Regions from separate parts of the Oncorhynchus mykiss genome. Here region 2 is linked to region 1. Evidence: chromatin contacts called from public Hi-C data. All regions are on one chromosome and are shown on one strand. The core of a region is the stretch at or near the end of the contact, and the rest is flanking DNA. Distances in the headings are between cores, read along the strand shown.

The links. Hi-C and Micro-C count contacts between places; a contact is called where the count stands out from the background.
Region 2: a contact with region 1 is called in a Hi-C map of liver, with 5 times the contacts expected there. The contact joins the promoter of kif1b here to the enhancer-like site in region 1. A contact is called at or near these places in 2 of 3 Hi-C or Micro-C datasets (blood and liver).

The regions. Positions count from the first base shown.
Region 1 is chr9:51,755,777-51,763,086 of USDA_OmykA_1.1, reverse strand. It overlaps kif1b (kinesin-like protein KIF1B), which reads left to right. Exons shown (of 46, transcript XM_036988277.1): 32 at 548-656; 33 at 785-851; 34 at 1,056-1,140; 35 at 1,481-1,586; 36 at 4,399-4,513; 37 at 4,945-5,078; 38 at 5,463-5,524; 39 at 5,886-6,031; 40 at 6,283-6,549. Among protein-coding and RNA genes, the nearest start is that of pgd, 20 kb to the right of the region's middle. Within about 2 kb of position 3,291, at least 2 of the 11 cell types and tissues checked have an H3K27ac peak or open chromatin away from gene starts, as enhancers often do. A contact at or near this core is called in liver, where this site is marked.
Region 2 is chr9:51,850,717-51,858,026 of USDA_OmykA_1.1, reverse strand. It overlaps kif1b (kinesin-like protein KIF1B), which reads left to right and starts at 3,615. Exons shown (of 46, transcript XM_036988277.1): 1 at 3,615-3,944; 2 at 5,078-5,241. The coding sequence starts at 5,136. ube4b (ubiquitin conjugation factor E4 B) reads left to right here. Exons shown (of 29, transcript XM_021616116.2): 29 at 697-2,318. The coding sequence ends at 764.

The DNA.
Region 1 (7,310 bases), core at 2,042-4,541:
CTCCCCACGTCCCCTAGTGTAGCGCTATAGAATTGAGAGTATTTGTGATTTGCATTTGGACAGGCTGTGTTGTATTGTCACTCCTTGATAGTATTTAAATGGAGATTGCAGTGTTCCCGGCTTAATTAAATTGTAGTGGATTTAGAATTGGACAGTTGTTTTGTACCTTGTGAAATAAGCCCTTCGAGTACAGTAAGGAGTATTGATTAGTGAATGTTTACAGGCTTATAATAACACATTAGCGTGTTACAGGAGTTTCCGCATGTCATCATCACGATCTATTTAACCATTGTTTACGTACGCCACAGCTCCAAGAAAAATCTGAGTGCGTAATAGTAGGACACGTACTGTACATGATGATTATCATCCCCTGTTCATGTTCATTTTTTCAAGAAATGCAGCATTCATGTTTCTCTCGAGGTTATTTCAGCAGCCACCTCTGTTACCACATGCTATTTAGATTGTCTAATGGGTTTGTGTGTCTCACTCGCTCTCTGTCTGTCTGTCTCTGTCGCTGTCTCGGTCTCTGTGTGTGTTTCCCCCCCAGTACCAGCCACCAAGCTCAACACCATCAGCAAGTCCAACCTGGGCCAGTGTGTGAGCAAGTACGACCTGCTGGTGTGGTTCGAGATCAGCGAGCTGGAGCCCACCGGAGAGTGAGTGTCCAAGTCTGCGCGCACTCACGGTCGCATGCACACGAGCATACACACATGCGGACGCATGCACATACAAACACAGGGGTTTGGCTGTTCGACTTATGTTTGTCCCTGGCTTCTTTCCGTAGGTACATACCAGCTGTGGTGGATCACAGTGGAGGACTGCCCTGCCATGGAACCTACCTACTGCATCAGGTACAGTACAGTGACCCCTCAGGGCCCATATTCATAAAGCATCTCAGAGTAGAAGTGCTGATCTGGAATCAGTTTAGCCTTTTTGATCATAATTCATAATATTACATGATTTGACTGTTTATGATGGTATCGTTGTTGATATTGACACGTTCACAGTCATTGTGTCTGGGCTACTGGGATACTGACTGTTTGCTTGTGCTGCAGGGGATTCAGCGCCGGATCACCGTCACCCTCATCCACGAGAAGGGCAGTGAGCTCCACTGGAAAGACGTGCGTGAGCTGGTTGTCGGTGAGTGCTTCAAAATAAAGGCAAATCCAACTGAATTCATTCATTTTATTTGAGAAATGTAAATACATATGGATTTGCCTCCGCTTTGTTAGCACAAAAATACACAACTGGCCTACCCAAGGTCATTGTTTCCAGACAAGATAATTGAAAAGCGGCAACTATTTTAAATTATGTCTAAATAAACAAAGAAAAGCTTTTTTTTTTTTTTTTTTTTTAAATTGTCACTTCATGAACTGACTGATTTTAATTAAATTTGACTCGAATCCCAGTGTCTGGCGACGTTACCGGAGAGACAGGGCTTCATCATCATGAGAACATCCTGTGTTGCTTGCTTCCTCAGGTCGGATCAGGAACAAGCCAGAGGTGGACGACTCGGCAGCAGATGCCGTCCTGTCCCTCAACATCATCTCGGCCAAAAATATCAAATCATCCCACAATGCTAACAGGTACGCCAGTACTGCCCTACCAAGCAAAAAGGCAGTAACTGCTCATTTGGTCTAAAAGTGAGTCAATGTCATTTTTGCTATATTAAATACTTGCTTAATCATGTGGACAAGTATCCTGACTGTATTGTGTTTTGGAGAAATTGTTCAATGGAGATTCTCAAGTAAAAGTGCCTTTGTAATCCAAAACTAGACTCTGTGTCCGGGAAACCGGACTATAGTGTATTTTATTTAGTAGTCTAGGAATTCTAATGATATATAATTATCTTTGTTGTACTGTATAGTGAAATATGGTAATGATATTGAATTGGCATGCATGTTGTCTGTGAAAAGTAGAAACAAAATACCAGTTTTGTTATTCATAACAGAATAACTCTGTCCAAATTGAAAGGAATCGTCACTGCCTTTCAAGGTTGCCTTTCCTGGCTAGAAGAGACAGCAAAAATGGCCCATTTCAGTGTTGTGTGTATGAGCTCTGACATTGGATGTATGTACACAGACATCATTGCATGTGGGCAATCACATTCATTTCCAGTGCTAACATTTTGCTCTCTTTTTTTTATTTACTCCATTGTTTGTTTGTGTTGCTTGACTCTCTGCTTTCTCTCTTCTTTTGTTTTCTTTTCTCCTGCTGCGGCTGGACTCTTGATTTTGCTCAGGCTTTGTCTTGATAAGGATATTGCTAGGTACCAGCAACCAAGGAACATAAAGTGTCTTCTCTGAAATAAGCTTTATGGCTCTCTTTGGCTTTTTATAGACATTGGGGCAGATCCTACCCTGCAATTAAATCATAATTGTCACTTAGTCATGCATTGATTTCAATGGGAAGTTAGGATCTGCCCCTTAGCCTGTAGTAATAACTCTTAATTTGTGTTCTCTTGTCTTACACCTTTTGATACCACTCCCATTGGTTAATATCCTTCTAGCCAGTACAAACCTATTAGCTTGGAATTGTTCTTTTCTAGAGCTCTTTGATTGCGCTCATTTATCATTTCATCACATTGTGAAAGGAGGACAGTTTCATCCTTTTTTCATTCTATTATCACAGCTATCATAGCCTATTATTCACGCTTTTGTTAACTGAGGCTTTTCTGACTTTGGAAAAGGTCACACTGCTAATTCCCTTTGTCTTGCACAAAAGCAATAGGAATCTAAAGACGAATTACTGTAAAACATGCTATCCTATGGCTTAGTGGTGACTTTTCAGAATCACTCCACATGCAAGTTTAGCTACTAGCTATTAAACGTCCTTGTAGCATGCTCTACTATTCTATTACACCTGCGTAGCGTCTGTCAGCCATCGTGAGTCCTTGAGGGATGAGGGCAGGGTCAGGCGAGCTAAAGGTTATGTAGTGCCCCCTGGTGGTTAGAGAATTTGTTCATGAGTAATGAAAAATACACCTTCCGCTACTTTCATTGGAAACCATTGGTCTGTTGCTCATTGACGGACACCAATAAAGTCAATGGATCAAAATGTATTTTCCCCGCGGGGGAAAACAAGTTAAAAAAAACGTAACACAGTCGTCACAAACGAGTAGGCGCAGCACAGATTTACATTGACGTTTTAGTCATTTATCAGTTATTTATTCAGGGCGTCTTGCAATCAGAGCCATTCGTTTTTTTATCAACCGCACAATCGGACTGTGAAGATTCAAGAGTAGAACACAATGGAATGAACCCTTCCGTATATGAGGTGTCCTCACTCCCAAGGGTGTATGCATCCCAAATGGCACCCATGCATCCCAAATGGCACCCTATTCCCTGTTTAGGGCACTACTTTTGACCATACTTAATTTCCCCTCATAAGAATTCAAATGGCCCTTATCTATAAAAAGCTTAAGCACTCAAAGCTCTGGACAAGCTTTTCACACTTGCTTTGTAGCGTGACACCTGCTCAAAGCGTGCGTGCTGTTCAGGTCTCACCTCTGTGTGTTTCCTCACACCTAGTCCTCACCAGGACCGCGTGTGTAGCAGTGCTTTCCCTTCCACAACCATAGTTCAGGGATTCATTGGTGTGTCATATAATGCTTAGAATCCAGTATTATCCCCTCTTCAATTCGTCCATTTTAATACAGCTTTATTTTCCCCTCAGAAACAGTTAGAAAAAGCAAGTTAGGTTACAAATATTAACATTTGTACCGTATCTCTGGGCTCTATTTTCTACTCTAGTATATGTTTTGGTAACAGTTGGGGGGGAGAGAGAGCAGTAGATAACACTGACATTTACTTCAGTTACTCCCCATGGCTACTTATTAACTTAGTTACAGCTAGGCTACTTCCTATAATATGTGTCTGGTTGTGTCCACATGCCATACAGACCTTTGTCTATTACAAAATTATGTTCTGGTAGCATTTGCAAAGTCTTTCAAAATACTACTAGCAAATATCATAGCAATAGTAGATGTGCAATATGGTTACCTAAATTGACCCCAACCCCAGTGATTTTTCTCTAACCTTCAGTGAGTAGATTACGCTGCTACATCAGGCTATATTATGAACTGTTGGTTGCTTATTCTCACACCTCTATTGTGATATAAAGGGGAGAACCTTGGCGGAACCACAACCAGCCTCATTGTGACACTGAACAGCCATTTTAGAAATGTCCCACACAGTTGAAATGATCCACCAGGGTGCGGCCAAAATGGCAGCTATACAGTGCACTACTTTTAGCCAGAGCCACAGACACCCTATTGCCTATAATACACTGCTTCTAGTGCACAAAAGTAGTGTGCTTGACAGGAAATAGGTTGTCATTTCAGACATGGCCTCAGTCTGTAAACGTGGAGATTACTGACCTCTCATCTTTTCCTCTCAGGACCTTCTACAGATTCGAGGCTGTGTGGGACAGCTCTCTGCACAACTCCCTTCTGCTCAACCGAGTCACTCCCTACGGAGAGAAGATCTTCATGACCCTGTCTGCATACCTGGAGGTCAGCCCTGTCTGCCATCTTGATTTTACTGTATCCACCAACCTAGGGAATCTTGTCTCAATAATGAATTGGTATTGTGTATTAATAAAACAATCTACCGTCTCTAGGCTTACTGCTTAGGATTTAGGGATTTTATTTGCAGATGACAATTATCATCAATGAAACACGTTAAATGATATCTATAATTGATAAATGTCAAGGACACTTGTAGGTAAATCAAACTTATAAACATGTACTGCTATAATACAGATATTCTTATTCGGCCATACTTAAAAAGGCTGCATACATGTAAATAAGAATGTACTGTGAATAATGATGTATAACAGCCCCATAAGCACTATATACAGTAGTGTTACAGTATCCACTCATTTACAGTGCTCTGCACTCTGGAGCTTGAGCGCTAACATGCTAACCGTTTCTCCACTCCACAGCTCGACCACTGCATTCAGCCTGCCATTATTACCAAAGACATCTGCATGGTCTTCTACTCCCGAGACGCCAAGATCTCCCCTCCCCGCTCCCTGAGGAACCTCTTTGGAAGCGGCTACTCCAAGACCCCTGACTGGTAAGGCATCTGACAGTCATTTTGTGTCCACCTTCTTTCTATATGACTCGTAGACAGCTGTCAGATATCTAAGTTGACAAATAAGCAGCTGTCAGCCATTTTGTGTACACCCTTTATGACTCCAGTAGAGGCTGCTGAGGGGAGGACAGCTCATAATAATGGCTGGAACGGCATCAAATACCATTCCAACAATTCTGCTCCAGCCATTACCACAAGCCTGTCCTCCCCAATTAAGGTGCCACCAACCTCCTGTGTATGACTAATACACAGCTGTCGGTTATCTATGTTGACAAATAATCAGCTATCAGCCATTTTGTTTTCAGCCTTAAGATACGACCTTGATGAACAACACCCTAATATAACCTCTTGTGTTCCGTATTACAGCAACAGAGTGACTGGCATCTATGAGCTGAGCTTGTGCAAGATGTCTGACACAGGAAGCCCAGGTTAGTGCAATCTCTCTCTCGAAACACTGTTGGTATTGGGATAAAAGCACCGTTAGCCTTATCTATGAACCAAACTTAATAGCAGAGGATAGCTAAAATATACCCCCAAACATACTCCTCTCCACTCCCCTGTTCTCTATAGCGCTTGTGTGTACTTGGTATAAGTCCAGACAAACAGTTGTGTATTGATATAACAGCCACCCTCGGCGGTAGTGACGTTTCAACCTTCTTATGTCTTAATCAGAGCTGGTTTAAATTCATGACAGGATCCATGTCTGAATGCTCTCGCTCTCTCTCTAGCTCTTTGTATCTCTCCCCCTTCTACTATATACTGAGAAGTGCGTGTTTGTTTGCTACTCAGGTATGCAGCGGCGGAGGAGGAAGATTCTGGACACTTCTGTGGCCTACGTCCGGGGAGAGGAGAACCTGGCTGGCTGGAGGCCCAGAGGAGACAGCCTCATCTTGGAGCACCAATGGGAGCTGGAGAAAATGGAGCAGCTGCATGAGGTGACTGAGCACTTTGAGAGTGTTGAGGGCAAAGGGAAGCCTGAAATGGCAACAACTAAAAAATCCTATGTAGGGCACTACTTTAGACCAGAGCCATATTCCCTATATAATGGCTTATTTTTGCTAGAGCCCTATGTCCTGTATCATGAATTATACTTTTGACCAAAGCCCTCTTCCCTGTATAGTGCAGAATTGGGATAAAATTAATTTCAAACTCTCTCACGCTTCGTTCCTTTTCCTTCCCCCTCCAGGTGGAGAAGACGCGTCACCTGCTGCTGCTGAGAGAGAAGCTGGTGGAGACTGCTCCAGCTACAGGCCCTGGGGGGCCCACCAGCAAGTCCCTGAGCGAGTCACTGTCGCCTAGCATGAGCAGCGGCACCCTGAGCACCTCCACCTCCATCTCCTCCCAGATCTCCAGCACCACCTTCGAGAGTGCAATCACACCCAGCGAGAGCAGTGGCTACGACTCGGCCGACATCGAGAGCCTGGTTGACCGCGAGAAGGAGCTGGCCACCAAGGTGAGGAGGGAGGGAGGAAGGAGATGGGGAAACAAAGAATTTTATAAATGGGCTGAAACTGGGAGGGATTAACCTGAACTTGTCCAATAAGAAACACTTGTTTTCAGTAGCTACGGTTTGCACTAATAAATACACCCCAGGGTTTTATTCATTAGGGCATGCAAGGAAAATGTTTTAAAGGAAAACGGAAATGACAGTTTCTTAAGTCCAAGTAGTTTCTGTTTCAGTCCATTTTCTTTTGTTTGATGCCTAATGAATATGACCCTGTTTTAATGGTTTACAAACTGTACCTGCTAAAGTTGTACTGCACATGGTCCCCAACAAAGGAATGGGGTGGGGTGTTCCAGAAAGCAGGGTCAATGAGTTGGCCAGCTGACTGACCTAAATCCAGTGCATTTGGAAAGTATTCAGACCCCTGGACTTTTTCAACATTTTGTTACGTTGCAGCCTTTTTATAAAATGGATTAATTTGTGTTTTTCCCTTCTCAATCTATACAGAATACCCCACAATGCCACAGCAAAAACAGATTTTTTGAAAATGTATTAAAAAAAATTAAAAACCGGAAATATTATATTTACATAAGTATTCAGACCCTTGACTCAGTACTTTGAGGCATCTTTGGCAGCAATTACAGCCTTGAGTCTTCTTAGGTATGACGCTACAAGCTTGGCACACCTGTATTTGGGGAGTTTCTCCCATTCTTCTCTGCAGATCCCCTCAAGCTCTGTCAGGTTGGATGGGGAGCGTCACTGCACAGCTA
Region 2 (7,310 bases), core at 2,366-4,865, 95 kb before region 1:
TCAAAATAATGAATTTAAGATATCTAAATAAATTGTCATAAGTTTATATTTTTTGCAGAGGAGAATGTTTGGTGCAGTATTTCTCAAGTGAAAAATGTGCAAGAAAACTGGTTTTCTATCGTTGAATGACAACAAACACGTAATTGAAGAATCCCTACTGTTAACCGATCACGGACAAAAGGGCGTAGACTTCCGATTCCGAACTTTGGCTTGTCTTGAGTGGGAAAAAAACTGCTGAAAAAACCCTTGTCGAAGGCCAAAACAAATAAAAACATCACAAAATGTTGTCATAATATATGCATGAATCGTTTTGGATTGGATGCATTTTTTTTAAAACTTTATTTAACTAGGCAAGTCAAGTAAGAACAAATTCTTATTAACAATGACAGCCTAGGAACAGTGGGTTAACTTCCTTGTTCAGGGGCAGAACGACAGATTTTTACCTTGTCAGTTCGGGGATTCGATCTTGCAACCTTTCGGTTACTTGTCCAACGCTCTGACCACTAGGCTACCTGCCGTCCCTTCTCAACTCTCTTGCTTAAAAACATGAATCAATTAATAAAGTGGACCAGCACTCGACAGTTGGAATTGAAGTCTTTCTTTTAGGCAACATGTCCTACTAGCACACTTTATTAACTATATGGGTCCCCATGGGTTTGTGCTCACGTTCTGCTCTGTCATTGTCTTTATTCACAGTCCCTGAACTGAAGGAGAGGATCCAGGCATGGATGAGAGAGAAGCAAGGCCAGGGACGTTTCCTCTAATGACAGCCCAACTTCAACCCCCCCCCCCCCCCCGCCCCGCCGTCAGTAAGGGATGTTACCATCATTAATTCACCATGCCTGAAGTAAATACCATCAAGAACGGGGGGAAAACGCAAGAGAAATAAATGAAACCTGATTTTATTTTTCTTCCCTTTATCCTTATTTTCTCGGGTCATCATCTGAAGGCCCTTAGCTCTAAAATGAAACATAATAAAGTTAAGACTTTTAAAAGGTTTTTGCTCATGACTTTGTGTATATATCTACATATATACGTAACACTGCAAGGATAAGCAGCTGTCACAGGTCTTAGCAGCAGAATGCATTTCTTCATTCATTGTTTATTTTCCCTCGGTTTTGTGACTTTATGTATACTTTGTTAGATGAATTATTACATTTCAGCTTTATGAAGGGACGGATGATACATTTAGGATTGGGATACATTTTGGTTGTCTGGGTGGTAAAACTTTAAACAAGACATTGAAAAGAAAGTGGCTGAACTAATTCACAATATTGTTTATCATAACCATACAGTTTACAGTACAACATGCACACATCTTGTGCCGTTTGCTGACGAGGCTTGGGAAATGAGAATACATATTTAAAAATGTAGCTTGAAATGAACGTGCTAGATTGTCTTGTAGACAAACAAAAACTAATTGTGGGCTTAATTTGATGAAAGTGGTAAGTGAAGCATTGGTTTAAATTATGTATGGTTGGTTAGTTTGGTTGTCTCCCTGTTGATGACAGACGAGTGAATACATTTTTGTTTGCATGGCCTATAGTTCAAAACCTCCCAAGCGCCTCATGGCAAACCCTCTTACGATGGAGCAGAACGGTCATAAGACAATATAAAGCATCTTTGTAGCATGAACACCATTGGAAAAACAGCAGGATATAGGAACACATCTCCCACAGCAGGGTATAGGAACACATCTCCCACATCAAGAGTTCTCTCAAAGCTCACGGTTTCTTAATCTTTACCCAGGTTGCTGACTTAAATGCTCAGATCCAATTTGTTCCGTCCCTCTCCTCCTTAGCCCTAACCCTTCGAAGTTTGCAGATCTGAAGGGTCTGGAAAGGTATTAACTGTGTAGTGTATATTGCTTTTACTTTATGGATCTGCAAACACCGAAGGGGTAGGAAGTGAATTGGGAGTGGCTAACTATAACTTAAGGCTCGCACACGTCTCACCAAATGTTGATCTCAATGTTTTTCTATATGTAAAATCAGTTTGCGAATTAGGTTGAGGTGCCAAGTGCTCTCTGCCAGCAAATGCTATTTGTGCGTCTGAGCCCTTAAAGGAAAACTCTACTCAGCAAAATGCATCAACATGACGTGGCAAGTGACACTTTGCTTCTTGATAGTCCAATATCTTAACTTGACTGCTGATATGCTAAACATTTTGGGACTGTATCAACAATTGACTAATGGAACAAAATGCCAATATAGTTTGAGTGGATTTTTCCTTTAACTGTACAGGAATTTGTTTATTTTACCCACATACCTGTTTTGGAATCCAGGACTTTGAATTGAAATAAATGATGATGCACACAGGTTTACAGCTATTGTTGAAATTACTTTTTCAACTGGGATGGGTTATTTAATTATATCAAGCAAAATGGGTTTAATGATTAATCTACAGAAATGGACCTTCATATTACATTTGGATAATATAGATCTATTGAATTCCTATGCGTAACTGTAATGTAATTGTTTTCCAATTGGAACAAATAAAAAAAAATAAGCATGTCAATGCAAATAGGTGTAAAGGTATTCAACTCTTCCTCTACATTCAAAGAAGTTTGAGCACCATCATCAAATACTGCTTTATTCCTTTGAATGCAAGTTACCATTAGTTTGGAATCGAGCCATTTATAAACAATGTTCACGCACACTTCCCACGCGCCTGGTTGTCAAATATAAGTAGGAAGGCAGGGTATGTAAACACCTTGATTATTACTACCGGTAATTAACTAGCATTACAGGGTACAGGAGTTGTCCAGCAATTATACAAAAATGCTATGCAACTGTACAATAAACAATTATTTAATGAAGTTATAATAGTCAGTCGTTCAGGCATTGAAGGTGTTGGGGAGCCTTACTTTCCAGGCTAAAAAGCTGCAACAAAATGGTTTGCCTGTCTCACTACTATACTTCTGAAGCTATTAGTGTTGTTTCAGTGACATGACCTTTGACATTTTTTTCAAGGATCACACTCTTGATCAGGGGCAATAATCCTTCATATCTGTTTTTTTTTTTTTTTTTTAAATTTTACTTCACCTTTATTTAACCAGGTAGGCTAGTTGAGAACAAGTTCTCATTTACAACTGCGACCTGGCCAAGATAAAGCATAGCAGTGTGAACAGACAGCAACACAGAGGTACACATGAAGTAAACAATAAACAAGTCAATAACACAGAACATTTTTTTTTTTTATAAAAAAAAAAAGAGTATATACATTGTGTGCAAAAGGCATGAGGTAGGCAAATAATTACAATTTAGCAGATTACCACTGTTGGAGTTCCTATGTCTGTGGACTGTTAGAATCAGATGGGGCAAAGACGCATGCAATTGATTTATAGTGAAATCATTAGAAAAATCATGAGATGCTTAAGTCTGTAGGGAAGATTTCTATGAATTACTGTGTAATTACACTTTCTCCTGTTAGGGGGCGCCTATACACTTTGGTCTCTGTCTAGACCTTCGTAGTGCGGTGACAGCGGTACAGGGAGCGGTAAGAAACCCTGCAGTATGGCGTCACGGCCAAATGCAACGGCCCCATCGTATTTCGTGGAGTTCTATTGGCTCCCCAACGCATTGCTCATGCATTAGTCTGATTTCATTGGCTTATCAAACTGACAATCAGTCTAGTCGAAAGGGAGTTGACGTAATCTTTTCAGTAAATCAAGGTACTCTATCTGTTCTTTTTTTTGCTTGTGTGCAGATATACGACCGCTTTTCATCTGAACTGGAAAATAACCTCATCAAGGAAGCAACGAATGCAGTGGAAGCCTGTCTGGTGGAGACTTAAACACTGCTATAATGGGTGTTTTTCATAAAAGTGGGCTTGACCATTTTTTTGCGAGCATACTCTGATGAACAATATTATACTTAATTGTAACGCTTATTTGTTGTCGCTACTTTTCTATGGTGTTCTAGTCTTCGTTTCGATCTTCAAAAGTAAGTTGCCTAAACATTACCTGTTTAATTCCATTCCGTTTTTATTGTAGAGTGAGCGACTTTTTGTTGTTGCTTTTCCTTAAGATTAATTTAGTAATCTGTTGTATTCTGATCGCAAACGTTTAAAATACTTTGTTCTGATTTGATATCAAATAGACTACCTATGCACGATGATATTGTTGCAAATGATCCCAAAACGAATATCCTGCGCGTGAAGTCATTATCGCGAACGGCGACATAAGGCCATTCAAATCAAATGTCTTTATAACGCCATTTTTATATCCGCAGATGTCACAGTGCTTTTACAGAAACCCGTCCTAAAACCACAAATAGAAAGCAATGCAGATGTAGAAGCACCGTGGCTAGGAAAAACTCCCTAGAAAGGCAGGAACCTAAGGAAGAAACCCAGGTTTGATTTCGTCAGTACGATATCTGCTGGTTTTAGTAATGGGCCTACATTGTTTCCCTTAATCTTACAAACATTTGGTAAGTGTTGCCAAATGCTTTGCAACAATTTCTAATGTTTTCCACTAGCCCTTTTCAAATTTAGAAAATATTTTTTCTAAACATTTTTCAATGTGTAGCCAGGTCTCTGTGCGTTTGCATATACCAAATATGGTAGATAGAATTGCATGGGCGTATGCCTCGGCTAGTAAATGGCTGACTGCAAGGACATGGTGAAAACATCAGATTTCTTATAGTCGATGCTGGGCCCTTTTCTAGAAATTGTACAAACTAACAATCCTAATGAAATTGTCAGTATGTAGACTAATAGCTATACCTAATAGGCAGTCTACTGTTTTTATTCAGACATTTATTTATGTAGCATATCGGTATAATGTAGCCTCTATGCGATGAGTCGGCCATATTGTAGGCTCCTCTAAACTAGTCTGAGCATTTGGCCTACAAACTGAGATAACTGACATCCACTTGAGACCTTCTGTTGTCGTTTCTCCAATTGCTTTGTATTATATTTAAATGTGATGCTATTTAACAGCTTGTCAACATTGTGGCCCTATCACCTATTTTACCCCTAGTATCGAATCTAACAAGTCATCCCTTTATTACTTATGACAACATGCATTGAATTTGTATGTAATTCAAAAGTAAAGTAATAGTTTTTCTTTCTTCAGGAGATTAATTTTTGGAATCATACTACTGGGTACTGGGTGAAAGTCCTAAACTGCTGCCATGTCTGGGGCGTCTGTGAAAGTCGCTGTCCGAGTTCGTCCCTTTAACTCGAGAGAGACAAGCAAGGAGTCAAAATGCATCATTCAGATGCAAGGCAATTCTACCAGTAAGTAACACATACACACATATGATATCCTCATGATATTTTGGACCACTTGACAGATACAAATCTAGCTTCATGACACATTGGTTTCCACATGCCCAAGCCAGCTCTGTACCTTAGGGGTCTTGGTTGAAAACAGTAGAATGAACAAAGTAAATGCATCAGTGTTGAAAAGAAACAGCCTGAAAAGGGAAGGAAAGCTGTTCTGTGTGAATTCCTCTTTGTAAAGAGATGCATGCCTGAGGAGTCTGTGTGAGAAATGCTGAGTTGGTCCATTCTGACACAGTTTGTGTCCCTAATGGAACCTTATTCCCTATATAGTGCACTACTTTTGACCAGGAACCATAGTGCACTACTTTTGACCAGATTCCTATGTAGGGAATAGAGTGCCATTTGGGATGCAGTCAGAGCCTGCTCTTTGGGCTTTCTTCCCCCTTTCTATTCATCAATGCATTGTCCCACAGTTGGGACTATTTGATATTGGTAGCAGTGCTTATCACTGGTCTGGAGTGTGTGGTTATGTCATCCCCGAGTTGACGTGGAATACTCCAGAAAACACAAGTTCTACTCCACGCAGCCTTTTGGTGCACCTTCGAGGGCAGACAGTAGAACTGTTTTGAGAACATGCCCTTTAATATTAGGTGGACAGTTCATATGTAGAAAACAGACAAACTATGAAACATCAAAGTGGATGTTCCAGTATATGGAAAAACCAACAGTTATGATATAAAGCAAAACTGTTTTCAATGAGTAGTTGGACCTCTGTGCTGCTACCAGCTCAACCATAAGCATTCCTGTCATTTAGAAAAGCGCTCTCTACAAGATGTTGAGGTTGAAACAAACAAAATGGCCTTAATTGCTATTCAGTTGCTGTATCAGCAGATGGAATTTGTCCCCATCCAATAGCATATAATGGGAATCAATGATTCAGATGGATGTTGTACAGACATATTTAATGTGCTGCCCAAAGCTAAGGTCCAAGTGACAGCACAGCAATATCACATTTCTGTTAGCACAGAGAAAATAAGGATAACGCTATAATGTTGAATATAGAGATGTGCTATTTGGAAAAGGAGATGTCGCTGTCATGTTTTTTCCTCCTTAGTAATTTAGTCATTTTGGATTTATCCAATGTAACAAATCCTTTTGGATGTTTTTAGCCAGTGATTCACCATGTCCACTTGTGACTATGGGTCACCATTTTTTTTTTTAAAGGGATAGTTCACTCAAACGCATCCACATTTTTTTCCTGTGTACTGAAAGTGCTCGGTCTTGAAAACTTGACTGGAAATGCAAAATAAAATGTTATTGTATTAACAATGGATTAATGAACAAAATACTAAAATGTACTTTGAGTGAACTATAGTTATTCCAAAACCTGTCTTTGAATGGCACATTAAAACCCTCATGAGACAAACACCATCTCATTCATGTCAGATAGTTATACACCTTGTTATAATATTGACCTGGTACTCAGAGCCTGTAACACAACCCTTTTATCAACCTGTTCCATGAACTGGTTTTGATTTGCCTTGAAGTTCAGTTGTCGCCTTTAGTCATTTGTGTTGTTTCAATCACACCAGCTGGTCGTTGATTGCATCCATCAATGCCACACTTGCCTGCACTTCCTAAGGACCAAACCTATCCAAAGGAAAGCTTTTAGCAGAATCCTGAATCTTTTACTTCACATCCTGATGTTTTTTCATTAGGCCAATGACACTTTGAGGTGCCCTGGGTGACTTGTGGTGTGTAGCAGAGTTGAGCTGTGCTATGTTTTTTTTGTGGGGGGTGAGTAGCAGAGGGGGAGAGGGAGGCTGCAGCAGTCTTGCTTCTCTTCCTAACACATGCACAGATTGCAGAGCAGTACTCCATTGCAGATGGTATAATGAGAATGCTGTCTTGCCCATGGCAGGCAGGCCCGCATGCATTAATAGTCCAGACTGTCAGCCAATGAGAGAACATGCCCTTTATGCAGGTCACTTCAGTGTTTCCCTAACATTGTATAGGTGAGTCTCCCTACCGCCGCCTAAAAATTGGGATATGGATTCAGTTGAAAAATTGCGTTAACACCC